2 separate regions of the Rattus norvegicus genome follow, and region 2 is linked to region 1. Evidence: chromatin contacts called from public Hi-C data. All regions are on one chromosome and are shown on one strand. The core of a region is the stretch at or near the end of the contact, and the rest is flanking DNA. Distances in the headings are between cores, read along the strand shown. Region 1 has its middle 69 kb from the start of Epcam. Region 2 overlaps Ttc7a (tetratricopeptide repeat domain 7A).

Region 1 (7,346 bases), core at 2,994-5,493:
CTCCCTTCTTTTTAATAAGAAATTTCATTTTTAGAGAAAGCTTCGTGAGTATGGCTGGGAGTTGTCTTTTAAAAAAAAAAAAAGATTTATTTATTATATGTAACTACACTGTCGCTGTCTTCAGACACACCAGAAGAGGGCATCAGACCTCATTACAGATGGTTGTGAGTCACCATGTGGTTGCTGGGATTTGAACTCAGGATCTCTGGAAGAGCAGTCAGTGCTCTTAACCACTGAGCCATCGCTCCGGTCCCAGGGGGATGCCTTTGTTTGTTTGTCTTTGGGGACAGAGATTCTGTGTGTACCCCTGACTATCCTGGAAATCACTCTGTAGACCAGGTTGGCCTTGAAGTTACAGGGATCTGCCTCCTGCCGCTGCCACCACCACCACCACCTCGTAGCCTGAGTTCTCAATGGATCCTGATGGCGGGAAGAGAAAGAAGAGAGAGGGGTGTGACTGTGGTCAGAATCAGTCCAGGGCCACGGGAGTGACTTCTGAGTACAGTGTGCAGCCATTACCGTACATGTGAACCAGAGGTAAGGTAAATGTCTATTGGTAGGCTGGGCCCTGGCTTGGGGTCAGAGTTGCTCTTCCTGCGGGTCAAAGGCTGAGGCTTTCCTCGGAGTCATGTATTCCTTGGTTCATCCGGCGAGCATTTCATTCCTTGAAGCTACAGGTGTCTACTGAGCATCTCCTGTGTCCTAGCATCGGCACTGAGGATGTAGCAGGCTCCAGACACGGATGGATGGAATAGTCGGTAGATTAGGTGGTGCTGAGGAGAAAAACCAAGTCTAAAAGGAGGGTAGCAGATGCAAGCCTTCTTCCTACAGAAAGCATCACAGATAAGCGATTGACACCGCAGTTAACACCCAAGGGACCGAGGGTTGAGTCACGCAGGAGTCTGGGGAAATATCTGTTGAGGTCCCAAAGAATTTCAACCTCTGTGGGCAGGTGTGGGGAGGGCTGGGCCCTGGCAAAAATCCAGCCAAAAGCCACCCGAGGAAGGAACACCTAGGCTAGGTTTCCATTACAGAGGGCAGGGTTAAGTGTGTAGAGCCTGTGTTAGGAACAACAGCTGAAGGTATTCACAAACTATACCCAGGAACCGGGAGACATTTTGTCAGGATCATTTTCCAGCTTCATGGGATTTTTTTCTTGGAAGACTATTTTTGTATATTACAGATCATATCGTAGTCTGAGCCCTTAGCAACCATCTGGTGTTCATGGTTTCCAAATGTGGTGGGTGATGAAGAATCCTTTGAGCTGCTTGGTTTAAAGATACTGACTCCAGCCTGGCCCGGTGCGGCTGTAATCCTAGCTACTTAGGATGGGGTGGGGGAGGGGAAGAAAAGAGGAGGTGGGAGGTCAGGGTGGGGGCAGTCAGAGGGGAAGGTGGTAAGTTAAAGCCTCACCTAGACAACAACGTGGTGAGACTCTTTCCGTAAATAACTATGAAAATGTTTGGCAGAGTGCTCAACCCAGCCAGCACGCAGCCTCAGACAGAGTGAGTTCCCGGTATCAGAGTGAAAAGAAACCGTATAGACTCCACCTCAGTCAGGCTTGGGCACACGCTTGTGATCACAGCTCTTGGCGGGAGGTGGGGGTGGGGTGGGCTGACACAGGATTGTGAGTTCAAAACCACCCTGGGCTAGACTCTGTCTCCAAAGACTTGAACAAACTAAACCAACCCAGACTGAGCCCGCACCGCACCCCTGCCCCCGGAGGGCTCTGGAGTCTGTGTGTTTAGCCAGCACACTAGGTGTTTCCACACCAGGCAGGTTTAGGAGGCTCAGGGAGATTCACAACAAGGAAAAGGAGGCCTAGTGAGAGGCAAGTTCTTGCCCAAGGGAAAACTGGTCCGTCAGGGAGAACCAGGAGTGATACTTCATTTTCCAACTCCCTTGGGTCTGTGATTGTTTTTGTCTTTCACACAGTACAAAGATAGCCTGTGATATTGGAAGAGACGCCCGGTCGGGCGTTTGTTAAGATATGCCATCAATAAAGGACGTATCAATCACTGAGGCTCAGTGCCCTGGGAGCGGTCTGCAGTGGGAATGGGCTGAGGCATTCTGCTTATGGGGCCCAATAAAATGACGGATAAATAATGAATAAGTAAGCTACCTCACTTGATAAGAAAAGTTTTTTCTCTCACAAATTGTATTTCACTTATTTATGTTTTCAAGACAGGGTTTCTCTGTGGAGCCCTGATTCTCTTTCCTGGAACTCGCTCTGTAGACCAGGCTACCCTCAAACGTAGAGATTCCCCTGTCTGTCTGCTTAGCGCTGTGGTCAAAGGCGTGCCCTACCACACCACCCTTTTTGGTTTGTATGATTTATTTTTATTGTTTTTATTTACGTATGAGTGTGTGTGTGATATATGTGTGTGTGAGTGTGTGTGTGATATGTGTGTGTGTGTGATACATGCGTGTGCTCACAGAGACAGTTGTGAACTGCCGAATGAATGAGGTGCTCTAACCTGGGTCCTGGGAAGGAGCAGCCAGGCCTCTTTTTTTTTTTTATGATTTTATTTTATTATTATCTTTTTATCTTATGTGTGTGTCTTACTTACATATATGTCTGTGTACATACATTCCTGCTACCCTCAGGTCCAGAGGAGGATGTTGGATCCTCTGTTACTAAAGTTACCATGTTAGAGATGGAAATAAAACCTAGTCCCGGGGTTGGGGATTTAGCTCAGTGGTAGAACGCTTGCCTAGCAAGCGCAAGGCCCTGGGTTCAGTCCCCAGCTCCAAAAAAACAAAACAAAACAAAAACAAAACAAAACAAAACAAAACAAAAAACCTAGTCCCTCTAGTAAAGTATTCAGTGCTCTTAACCACTGAGCCATCCTTCCAGACCCCCCCAAAATTTTAAATTACATTTTATTCATTGTGTTTGTGTATGTCTGCATGTGTATTTATGTGTCATATGTGTGTGACTGTGTGTGTGTCCGTGTGTATGTGTGTGTGAGTATGTGTGCATGTGTGTGTGTTTGAGTGTGTGTGTCTGTGTTTGAGTGTGTATGTGGTGTGTGTGTTTGAGTGTGTATGTGAGTGTATGTGTATGTGTGTGTGTTTGAGTGTGTGTGTCTGTGTTTGAGTGTGTGAGTGTGTGTGTCTGTGTTTGAGTGTGTGTGTGTTTGAGTGTGTGTGTCTGTGTTTGAGTATGTGAGTGTGTGTGTCTGTGTTTGAGTGTGTGTGTGTTTGAGTGTGTGTGTCTGTGTTTGAGTGTGTGAGTGTGTGTGTGTCTGTGTTTGAGTGTGTGAGTGTGTGTGTGTGTGTGATCATGTACTTGCTACTTCTTATATCAACTTGACACAAGCTAGGGTCATGTGGAAAGAAGAATCTTAATTGAAAAATGCCTCTATAGGATAGGCCTGTGTGCAAACCTGTGGTGGTTTTCTTGATTGATGATTGATGGGTGAGGGCCGGGCCCGCTGTGGGTGAGACCACCCCAGGGCTGCTGGTCCTGGATGCTGTAAGGAAGTGGGATGAGCAAACTATGAAGAGCAAGCCAGTAGGTAGCGTCCTTCCACAGCTTCTGCATCAGGCTTGGTGATTGACCACAGCCTCACACAAGCCCTGCCAACACCCAATCGCACAGCAATATACCAGAGAAGGGGAAGGGAAGGCTGGAGCAAAGTACCAGAGGGAACCCTCCCTTCCCCAGCCTCAGTGACTTCGGAGTAATGTCGTTGCACTAGGGGCCTGCGTGTGTGATGTTTGTATGTGTTTGCGTGTTTATTTGAGGTGTCAGGGATAACCTCAGGACTTTGCTTCATGCTAAGCAAGTGCTGTATCCTGAATAGCACCCACAGACCAGCCTCACATTCTCATGGGTAGGTACTGTGAGGCTTGGTGTGACCCATGGCGGGTTGTAGCTCACTCTGGGCCTATGTTGCTCCCAGGGGGAAAAAAAAAAACCGAAGTCACAAAAGATTCATCTCCTGAAGCTCCTGAAGGGCTGACTGACTGCCTTCCCACAGCCCACAGACTGTCCAAAGGTGTGTGTGTGTGTGTGTGAGAGAGAGAGAGAGAGAGAGAGAGAGAGAGACAGCAGCCACGTGTGTGGGAACCCAGAAGTCACCCTCCTCCTGTTCCTGTTTGACCACATCAGGGCTAAAGCCGACAGGCAAAGCTGGACTCCTCAAGCAAAAGGTTTCCCCTTCCAAGTCTACTCCGCACAACAGGCCTTTGTTGTTTGTTCTCCCTATGTGGGGACAAAAGCCCTTTCAGACTCTGTGGAATGTACCAGAAGTGTCATGAGAAGGGTTTGCTGGGCCCTGGCCTAGAATCCTGTAAGTCAGGGTAAGGAGCTGGCCCTTCTGCCTGAAGCCCCAGGTCCTGCCATGATTTCTCGGGGTAGGAATCCTTGCCTCCTCTACCTTCACTGGCAACTGCAACCCAGTCCTCACTGTGGCCTGGGAGCCTGCAGCCTGAGAAGGCCAGCCTGGGATAGCCTGGGAGCCTGCAGCCTGAGAAGGCCAGCCTGGTGCAAGGCACACGCTCATTTGACTGTCCCCGGTGAATGCGATATCACCCCTACACTGCGACTGCCTGACAGATCTGCAGAGGAAAGAAGACCTGGGTGGACAGTTTTCTGTGGCACTTGAAGATCGTGACAAACCGTGGTCCCACCCTTTATCATCGGGGCTGAACACTGTCACCCACAGTGTCACTCACGGAGCAAACAAAGCAAACCCACTTCAGTGGTCTTGTGGAAACAGCCCCCTTTTTCTCACTTTTTCTCTGCTGTGTCCATCCGAGGGGTTCCACTCTTGAGGAGCCAGGACCGGGCAGAGGGAAGGCCTCTGCCGGACTCCACATGGCTGCAGTCTGAGAGGACACTTCCAGGTTGCTCCCCCCCCCCCCCCCCCCCCGAGCTGGGGACCGAACCCAGGGCCTTGCGCTTGCTAGGCAAGTGCTCTACCACTGATCTAAATCCCCAACCCCCTACTCCTTTTCTAACCCAGGTCAGGCGACACCAGGGCACTGGAACCAGCCACAGTATTGAAGGTTGCTCTGCCTCCAAAATGCAGATGAGCCGGTGCAGGCTGACTTCCGGAACCAAGACCAGGGAGGGCGGTGGGAGACTGCATGTGCTTGAGAGCCATGTGCTGGTGGCAGCAAGGGCTCCAGCCCAGCAGTGCACACCGGCTCTCCAATCCTACAAGCGGGAGGGGGAAGGGGGAAGTGAAGGGTATGAGGATCAAGCTGGCTTTGTGTGTGATCTTGTTTAAACAAGTCTCTTATCAGAGCAGAATACGAAACTTTGCTCTTTCTTATTACCCCAGCTCCCTGGGGAATGGGTTTATGACTCTGAATTCCTGAAGGAGGATTAAATTGCCTCCTTACAGATAACAGCCCCAAATGGCCAGAGAGGCTACTAGAAAGAAATGGGGAGTAGGGATTCATGGTTGTCCTGTGGGAAGAGTCTCTGCTCTGGCCCCTGTGCCATGTTCTCTGTTCACAAACTGTACGCTGAATTCACGGTCAGGTGACATCTCACCACAGAGCAGCGTGATGGTGTGCTTTCGCTGTGCCTGGCTCCAAGGGCAGGTGCCAAGGACAGGGTAGGGTCACAAGGTGGCTTGCCAGGGCAACACAGTCCCTAGGTGGAGGGTGGTTGGCCGGGGAGGGGTGTACAGGAGACTGACTTCAAAAATCTATTGAGTCATTATTATGGGCCAGACGCTCTGTTTAGTTAGTGCCCTGGAAATACTTTAGAGAGGTGTCACACACTAAATGTGCAGTTACTGTCCTCCCATTTCACAGGGCGCGTTAGAGAATGACCAACCACAGAAAGACAAGGAGAAAAGCACAGTGTAGGAACAGGGGACAGGGGAGCTGTGCTCTGTGTTCTAACCCACTTCTAGGGGCTGCAGAAATGGCTGGGGGTTGAGAGCACTGACTGCTCTGATTGCAGAGGACCAGGGTTCAGTTCCTGAATCCACATGGAGGGCCTTGGCTCTCACAGCTGTCAGTGACTCCCTGGGATAGGTGCCTCATCTGATGACCTTCTTGGGCTCATGCACATATGCACACACACACACACACACACACACACACAAACACACACATACATACACAAACACACACACAAACATACATACACACACAAACATACACACACACAAACACACACAAACATATACACACACAAACACCATGCATACACACAAACATATATACACACAAACACACATACACACACAAACACACACACAAACATACATACACACACAAACAAACACACAAACACACACACACACACACACACACACCGTAACAACAACAACAAAGGTTGGCCAGCTGAAGCCTCTCAACTCAGCAGTACACTGGCCAAATTACCTGCTTGTCTCTTCTGTTTTCTCACTATGAAAACAGAAATTATTTCTAAAATGGTGGGTGGCGATGCTTGAATATAAAATGTCTAGCCCAGTGCCTGGAGCACAGTAACACACAAACTTTTATTATTTCCTGAGACTCTAGTTTTTGCCCTTCAGTTTGTTCCCACCGTAAAGGAGAAATGAACACAACACATCCTGAAATCCGACACCACCTTTCCTGGATACCACTAGCAAAAGTGACACTGATGTCAAAAACCCTTAAAGCGACAGTCATTAAAATAGCACTCAATCCGGGCACAATGAGTCATACATTATACTTCCTTGCACCTTGTCCTCGGCAAAATGGGAGGCCAAGGCAGGAGACTCACCTTTTCAGCTCAAGGGCTAGCTGACCTAGAGTGTGCTAGTCAGTGTGGGCTAACTAGTGAGTGTCACAATCAGGAGAGGCCCAATGTCAGAAACAAGGCAGAAAGCGAGAGCCATTAGTCACCCTTTGACCTCCACGTATGTGCTGTGATACTCATGGTCACACATGCAGATGTGCACATAAAATAATACATTTTAAAAAAGGAACTAGGGAGATGGCTCAGTGGATATAGCGCTTGTTGTACAAGCATGGGAATTTAGGTTTGTATCCCCAACACGCAGAGAAAAGCCAGATGTGTTAGCCCATCCCTATAGCCCCACCACTGATGGGTAGACGGTTGGATCCTGGGGACTCAGTGAATCCCTCTCGAAAAACCAAACAAAATAAAATAGGTCCGACACAACCTTCCTCTAGCATGATTAAACAGAATCTCAGAGACACAGATTCACTCGGTGGTAAGGAGCAGATGGACTTAAGCCCCAGCTACCAGACTTTACTACTCTCTGCTTAGACACTTGCAGGGCACAGAGGATATTTGAGACCAGGAAACTCCTCCCAGGGCCCAAAGTCCCGATGTGATAGCTGCTTTCCTCCCAGGATCTCTCCTGGCAGTGCCTGGCCACACCCAC
Region 2 (7,346 bases), core at 2,081-4,580, 230 kb before region 1:
AACCCTGAGCCTCTTTCCTGTTTCTCTGCACCCAGACTGTCTGCTGTCTATAATCTAAACCACCCCCAGCCCAATTCCTGATGCTATCCGGTCCTCTCCACATACCCAACTCTCCTGCCCAGTGGATCCTAGCTCTTCATAAGGTGTAGAGCATGTGTCTGCTTTGATAGTCCATCCTTGTATAGGGGGATAGCTAGGGCTTCGAGCCTGGCTCCATCCAGCCTTGGAGAAATGATCATTCACTTTTATAAGACGCTTCAAGGATACTGAAGCATAGACCAAGAGTTGTGGGCAACAGGAAACCCAGGTGTCATACAGCAGTGCCAGGTGGTAGCTTTATTTATTTTTAATTTTTAAAAGCTACATTTATATGAAGTAGTACACATGTGCGATGGCACGTGTGCATGTCAGAGGACACCTCGAAGTCGTCGGTTCCCTCCTTCTGTCGTGTGAATTCTGGAGATAGCACCCAGGTCTTCAGGCTTGGTGGCAAATGCCTTTACCCACGCAGTTATTGTCCCAGCCCTGTGGTTTTTATATACAGTAAAAATCCAGATGAGAAGAGGCCTCTGCTGTCCACAGTGGATCCTTGCTTCTCCCAGACTCTATCCTCACCTACCTGGCAGGTCCTGACTCACTGCTGCTGGTCTGCGTGCCTGCACGTGTGCGTGTGCGTGTGTTTACTGTGTGCGTGCCTGTGTGTGTTTACTCTGTGTGCGTGCCTGTATGTGTGCGTGCGTGTGTGTTTACTCTGTGTACATGTGTGTGCGTGTGTGCCTATGTGTGTGTGCGTGTGTGTGTGTGTTTACTCTGTGTGCGTGTGCGTGTGTGTGTTTACTCTGTGTGCGTGTGTGTGTGTGTGCCTGTGTGTGAGTGTGTGTGTTTACTCTGTGGGCATGCGTGCCTGTGTGTGCATGTGCGTGTGTGCGTATGTGTGTGTGTGTGTGTGTGTTTACTCTGTTGGTTGGACAAAGTGGGAAAAGAAACACTCAAGGAGAAAAGCTCGGAACTCTTGAGTGGGAAGGGAAGGAGCACCCCGCCCACAGGGCTACACCTCCCATCCCTGGCCCTCCCTCTTCGCCTCTCAGCATCTTTCATGCACTGAATGTCCTACTGGCCCAGCATCCCACCCCACCCCACCCCATCCCCCATCCTACCCCACCCCCGCCTGCTCTGAGAGGCCATTTCCCTTGCCGAAAGTCTGCCTGAACCCCAAGCTGTGTGAGACATGCTAGGATCTACTCCTTTGCTTCCGCGACCACCCCAGGAAGATGCTTTCTCCCAGTGGCTTCACTCTCACTATCCTGTTGCTGCTCTAGAATGGATTGGACAGCTCCTTCCTCCCACACTGCTCTGCCCAACTGCACTCACAGGCAGAGGGAGAGGTTTGGGCTTTGAGCCTTGTGCCTACCACTCCACCTCCACCCCTTCAGGAGGAGTCCCATGGGTGTATGTATGTGAATGAAAACCTTTCTGTTTGCAAGGAGATAGCTTTCAGCAGGTTCTTAAAGGGGCCACGACCCCAGGGCTGTGGTGATGGTGGAAGTGGGTGTTGGTCTAGACTGTGGTGTTTGCCTGGAAAATAGTGCTTCTGCGGGAAGAGCCTTAAGGGGGCAGCCTATGCCATGAGAACTGCTCACTGACAGAGACTGCACTGAGGGGCGGCAGGAGCTAGCTCTAGGGTGTGAGACACTGCACTGTGTGGTTCCCTGTTACTACTGAGTGTTCTGCAGAGCACAGGGAATGAGTGCGATGGACCCCGAGGAGAACTCCCCTACTCAGTTTGCTCAGTTAGCAGGGTCAGGTGATGTGGAGAAGTTGTTCTTCATCAGCTCCCAGACCCAGAGCTCTGCTTTGATCTGAACTGGCCCTCAAAGGCTACAAAACTAACCAGACAGGAATTCATTCAAGACACCAGAGTGTGAGAAAATAAATCTTTCTTATAGAAAAAAAGTTATACACACACACACACCAGTTCTATCCAGTGACCGAGTCCCTTTGCAAATAAATTAAAACTGTTCCCCACAGATGAAACCCTGGAATGCAGAAACCCATGGATTAGCAGGAAATGTCATTGAGACCATTATGGGTCAGGGATCACTGAAAAATGTCATTGCTTTTCGATTGACTGTGTGTCCTGCTTCCCCACCTGCCCCCTGAGCTAGGAGAGGCCATGTGGGGCTCTAGCTCTTGCTAGCAGTTAATTAAACCAGCAGTCCAGTAAATAGTGCTCAGCAAAGCAACCCAGACCAAACCGCCTCGGCCTGACCTCACCATCCCTAACAAAGTACTCTCAGGCCTGTGACATAGGTTGTCTCCCACCAAGCACCTTGCAGGGCTATCCTGGTGGCCAAGCCTTCTAGAGACTTTTCCTTTGTGCAGAGTCATCAGTTCAGTGGATCCAAGAACTGTCCCCATGGAGGACAGAAGCCAGCAGGTCAGTGTAGGGGTACTTTGTGGCCCTCTGCTGCTTGGGAGAGGCCTAGACAAAGGAGGAAGCTGGCCGCTAAGCAGACCCCCACCTTATGAGTTTATCCTAGTGTGAGAGCTGGTCAGGTCACTGCCGTGAGTCACTTCTGTGGCTTAGGTGCCGCCCGCAGCAACGTGTTCCTCTTTAAATAAAATAAATTTTGAAAATCTCCCCTGCTCTTCTGCTTCTCAAGTGCGCTGTGAGACTCGGACTGAAGGTTACAGGTTGGTAGACTGCTGTGTCCAAGGTCTCAGTGTGGAGAGAAGGCCACAAAGTCCCATTGACACCTGGCACTGAGGGTGTGAGTGAGCCAGGAGCTGAAGGAAGGGGTATGGATGAGGCTGGGCTGTGAGTGACACAGGGAACAGTCAGTGTTCCCACACAGGCACCATCTAGGCATGCGGGGCAGAACCCAGCCTTGGTGAGCCCAGCTTCTGAAAACCCTTCTCACTCAGGGATTAAGAAGCCAAGTGGAGGATGGCCTTTGGTTAACACGGCTCAGGTTTAAAAAGGCGGAAACGTGACGAGGCAGAGACTGATTCCTCCACGGGGACAACACTGTATGTCCTCACACAGCCTGGTATGATGGAAACCAGATACCCCCAGCAGCTTCCTGAAATCCCATGGGCTTCCCACTAAGCCCTGGACACATGTACCAGGCGGCCAGGAGGCCCAAGGCCAGGCAGGCCACGGGCTTCCTGTGGGGAATGTGAGAATTTTAGCAGCCCCAGAGTTGTCTTTGCTGGCCCTTCCCATGAAGAGGCAGCTGGGAAGCCTGACCAGGAGGAACAGGAGTATGGGGTAGGGAGGAATGGCCATGGTGCACACTGTAAGGAGATGGTTTTAGGTAACACATTCCTTTAGCTTTAGTCAGGACCTTGTAGTGAAGGTCACCATAGAAACCAAACAAAGTTCCTAGGCCAAGGATGGGAGCTTTCCAATAAGCAAGCTGTCAGTCATTCCCCCCGCCCAGCACTGGCGGCCTGCCAGGCTGACTCTGAGGACCCAAGGCCCTCAAGTGACAGGGGAGCAAGTGTGTGTGTTTTCTTCCTAGCTCCACAGTGGGCAGGGCCACCTCCCCACCCATTATCTGACACAGTAGGCATTCCTGAGAGCCCCTGCTGGCCCAGCCCCCTGGCCCTAGGAGACTTGGGAAGTCTTGAGGGAATGTGTGTCAGAGCCCCAGAGGACTTTGCCAGTGTAGGAACAATGTGGCTCTCTGCACAAGCCACTGCTCGCCCCAGATCAACACATGCACTGCTGCAGCCATCTGCCCCAGGAAACCAGGGCTGTTTTGGAAAATGTTTGACGTGATATAACTAGGTATTAGCTGGAGCCTGTCTGTAGCTAGATCCAGTCGAGGCTGAAGCTGAGCCTCTAGGGCATTTCTCCGAGTTATCTGCCTGCCCCTCACATGCACACCTATTTATCAGGTTGCACGGGACACATTTCTGGAGGGGCAACCCACCAAGCAGAAGGGATCAGAGTCCGGGACTTCTGTTAACATTTCTGCCGTAAACCCAGTGTGTTTATTGGATTGTTCTTATTAAGGACTTGTGGCACATCAAAAGGATGCTTAAAATACCAACACTTGAGGAGGGGTTGGAATCAAAGGTATTAACACAAACATAGTTTATCACTCTGCTGGGTTCATTAAACATGCTTGGCGGCCACAGTGCGTGGGGACAGCAGCCAGGACTCTCTGGCCATGTGGCCGAGGAAGTGCTAAGCCAGGCATAATCGCTGGCCCCCTCAGGTCCTTCTCAAAGGTCACCTCCTCCTTGGCTGAGCTGGGTTGACATTCAGCATTTCTTCTTCTCAGCTCTCTTGTGGTCTTGTTCTGTGTGATTCGAGAGGACCCAAGACAGAGGCCTGTCTTCATTATCTGTGCTCTGCCCACAAGAGCCTGTCTCCTCAGTGGAAAAAGCTATACTGGGTGGAAAACACAGATGCAGAGACTAAAGCTATCTATATTCCAGGCCAGAGCCTACCCTTGTCCTACCTAAGAGCTTCTCGAACAGCCTGCAAGGCCTTTGTTGTCTGAGTCGTGTTCAAGTCTGGAGAGCTTACTAGGGGGTTGTTTAGTTATCTGTGGTAGGACGGCATTGGGAGGCTGGTGGGGTGGGTCAGCCGGCAGTCAGTACTGCACTGGTGGGAAGAGTATGTTCGGGGCACAGCGTACCAGGCTGGGGCTCCTCACCAGGTGGGGCAGGGCCTTTGAAGGCCAGGAGCTGGTACTCCAGAAGCTGAGACTTTCGGGCTGTTGCCTTTTAAAGCTTCAAAGTCGGATCGAGTTCAATTTATTAAGAGGCAGAGGATCATTGTGAGTCTTCAAGGATTAGGGAACTTGGGTCACAGTAATCCTCTACACCAGGGGAAAATCATTAGCTTTAAGGTTAAGAACTGCTAAAAAGGGTCCCTTGAGTGTTGAAGATTAGTCTGAGGGAAAGTAATAAAGCTAGGGGTGGCGCCTCCCCTCTCAGGGAGCCCATCCCCATTAGGGTCCCTGTAAAAATCACACCCTCATAAAGTATGTGCCTGAGTAATCAGCCCTCCTGCCTTCCCCAGAGCAGTGGAATATGGAGGACCTAGGGAGCCCTGCATCGCTTAGTGTGACCCTGGCATCCTACATGAGGTCTGGGCCTCCTTGCAGAAAGAAGCCTGACGATTACAGACTGAATGGGAACCTAGCTGGTGCTGTGGGTGGCGGAGGGAGGACAGCTGCCCCCTGGCTCCGTGCCCATCCTGTTATTCTGTCATGAAGTGGGGACCTCTATACCTACTCCAGAACTTTATCCCTGCTTTTCCGGTCTCCTAGTTACCTGGTCTCTCTGGCATCCACATTTCCGGGTCTCCAGAGACACCTCTGTTCTTGGACCTAAACCACTGCACTGCAGACGAGGCCAGACTCCCCCATGCATTATTGTGTTTGAAGGTCTCTCTATGGCAGAGACTTGAGCCTCTTCTCTGCCTGCTGCCCCAGTGGAGGGGTGTGAGGCTGGACACTTGTACATCCCAGGAGACCCTCAGATTAGAGGGACAGGAGATTCCTGGGGTGGAAAGAAGAGAAGGGGAGGAAACCTGGAGGATTTGGGCATCTCACAGCCCTGGTCCTGCTTAATCATTTTGGCTCGACTTTTTATTGGTGTCATTTTTAATAAAACACGATCCTCCAGCCTCTACCTCCTGAGTGCTTGGAGCATAAGCTTGTACTGCTACACCACCATAATTTGACCGTATAGCTCTGATATGAAGAAGTTAATGGTGGAGTAGGGTGACATCGAGCCAGATTAAATACCCGGGTAGCTGGATGCTGTGACCTGCTTGAGACCCTGGGGCGTTGCACTTCTGCACTGATCCTCTCCTCCCAGCGCCCATCCCGGGAGCCATAGGATTACCATTTGCGTTTTACACATGAGGGCATGGATGGGGCTCTGAGTTCAAGTGTCTTAGCCCAGGCTCCATGGCTCCAAGCAGGGATGCCAGTGTCCTCAAGGTCAGTTCAGCTCTCTGAGGCCAAGCTGGGGAAGCCAGGGCACCCTCCCTGTAGATTCCACTGTGCTCACGCTCTGGCCTGAGGAGTTAGACTTTACAGCAGCGTGGCCCTCACTCAGAGCACACCCTGCTTTTCCACTCAATTATATGTTTTCTGTAAAAATAGAACTCTTCATTAAAATGGCACAGCAGGCCACCAGCTAGAATTACTAATTACTGTCCTTTAAAGAGATAATGTCCCCTTCTGTACATGCGACACACCTGCCGCCACCCTTCAAGGAGCCAGGGAGAACAAGAAAAGCCTCCCGGGACCTCAAGAGCACAGTGGGGCCCAGTGGGCCAGGAAGAATGGAATGTCCTGGGAGCTTCCCTGAAGACTTGCTTCCTTGAAATTGCTCTGGTCCCTGGGGACATCTAGAGGCTCTGAGGAATCCTCCCGATTTAACTCTTCTGTGCTTTGACTCGGGCCTGTTTGTTGAGGAGGAAGGAAGGCTCTGGAAGATAAGAGTTAGCCAGCATGGAGGGACCCGGGCCTGACAGGAAGACAGGTCGGAGAATAACAGATAGCTGTTCTCAAGCCACTGGGCAGCCTACGTTGTCCCATGGCTGGCTCGACTGTGCAACTGCACAGGCATACTTGGGCAGGCGGGGGCTCTCGTAGAGATGAGGTAACAGATGTGCACCAGGGGACCAGAGCCTGGGCCATGCTCAGGAGAGCTGTGCTCCTAGGCACTGGGCTTCCTTCTGCACTCTAGCTTCCTGCTAGACACTTGCAAGAGGGTCATCACAACCAAGGAGGGGGTTTCCCACTTGTCACACAGGCTACGGACTACTGAGCAGGCCCAGGAAGCTCAGGCACTTTCCAGAACCTTCTAGGCTACTATCCTAGAAAGGTGGTGTTCTGGGTCTGATAAGGTCTCCTCCTCTCTTCCTCTTCTTCAATATTCTTTATTTAATATATGTGACTACACTGTAGCTATTTTCAGACACACCAGAAGAGGGCATCAGATCCCATCACAGATGGTTTGTGAGCCACCGTGTGGTTGCTGGGAATTGAACTCAGGATCTCTGGAAGAACAGAGCCATCTCTCCAGCCCAAGGTCTAGCTGTCCCTCATGTTTAGGACAGCTATGGCTTCCCTGGGGTTCCAGCCTCCTGGGGAGAGTATGTGAGTAGGTGATTTCCCTCCTGTTTTACAGGTATGGAACCTGTGACATGCTCAACAGGGGTGGGGCCTCTGGTTCACGTTTCTGCCCCCAGGCCAGTGTTCTCGGTGCACTTAAGGGCAACAGTGATCACAGACGACCATCCTTCTCCTGAGAAAGCTTTCAGCAGGGCCCAGGAGATGCTGGTATTCCAGTCCTACAGAAAAATTTCAGTT

The links. Hi-C and Micro-C count contacts between places; a contact is called where the count stands out from the background.
Region 2: a Hi-C map of Schwann cells shows a contact between it and region 1, with 5 times the contacts expected there. The contact joins two enhancer-like sites. A contact is called at or near these places in 5 of 12 Hi-C or Micro-C datasets (the A7r5 cell line, the Rat2 cell line, Schwann cells and 2 more).

Annotation. Positions count from the first base shown.
Region 1 is chr6:12,715,293-12,722,638 of GRCr8, reverse strand. No RefSeq gene overlaps it. Among named protein-coding and RNA genes, the nearest start is that of Epcam, 69 kb to the right of the region's middle. Within about 2 kb of position 4,243, at least 36 of the 93 cell types and tissues checked have an H3K27ac peak or open chromatin away from gene starts, as enhancers often do. A contact at or near this core is called in Schwann cells, where this site is marked.
Region 2 is chr6:12,940,790-12,948,135 of GRCr8, reverse strand. All of the region lies in intron 15 of Ttc7a (tetratricopeptide repeat domain 7A), which reads left to right. Among named protein-coding and RNA genes, the nearest start is that of Mir3558, 9.0 kb to the right of the region's middle. Within about 2 kb of position 3,330, at least 56 of the 93 cell types and tissues checked have an H3K27ac peak or open chromatin away from gene starts, as enhancers often do. A contact at or near this core is called in Schwann cells, where this site is marked.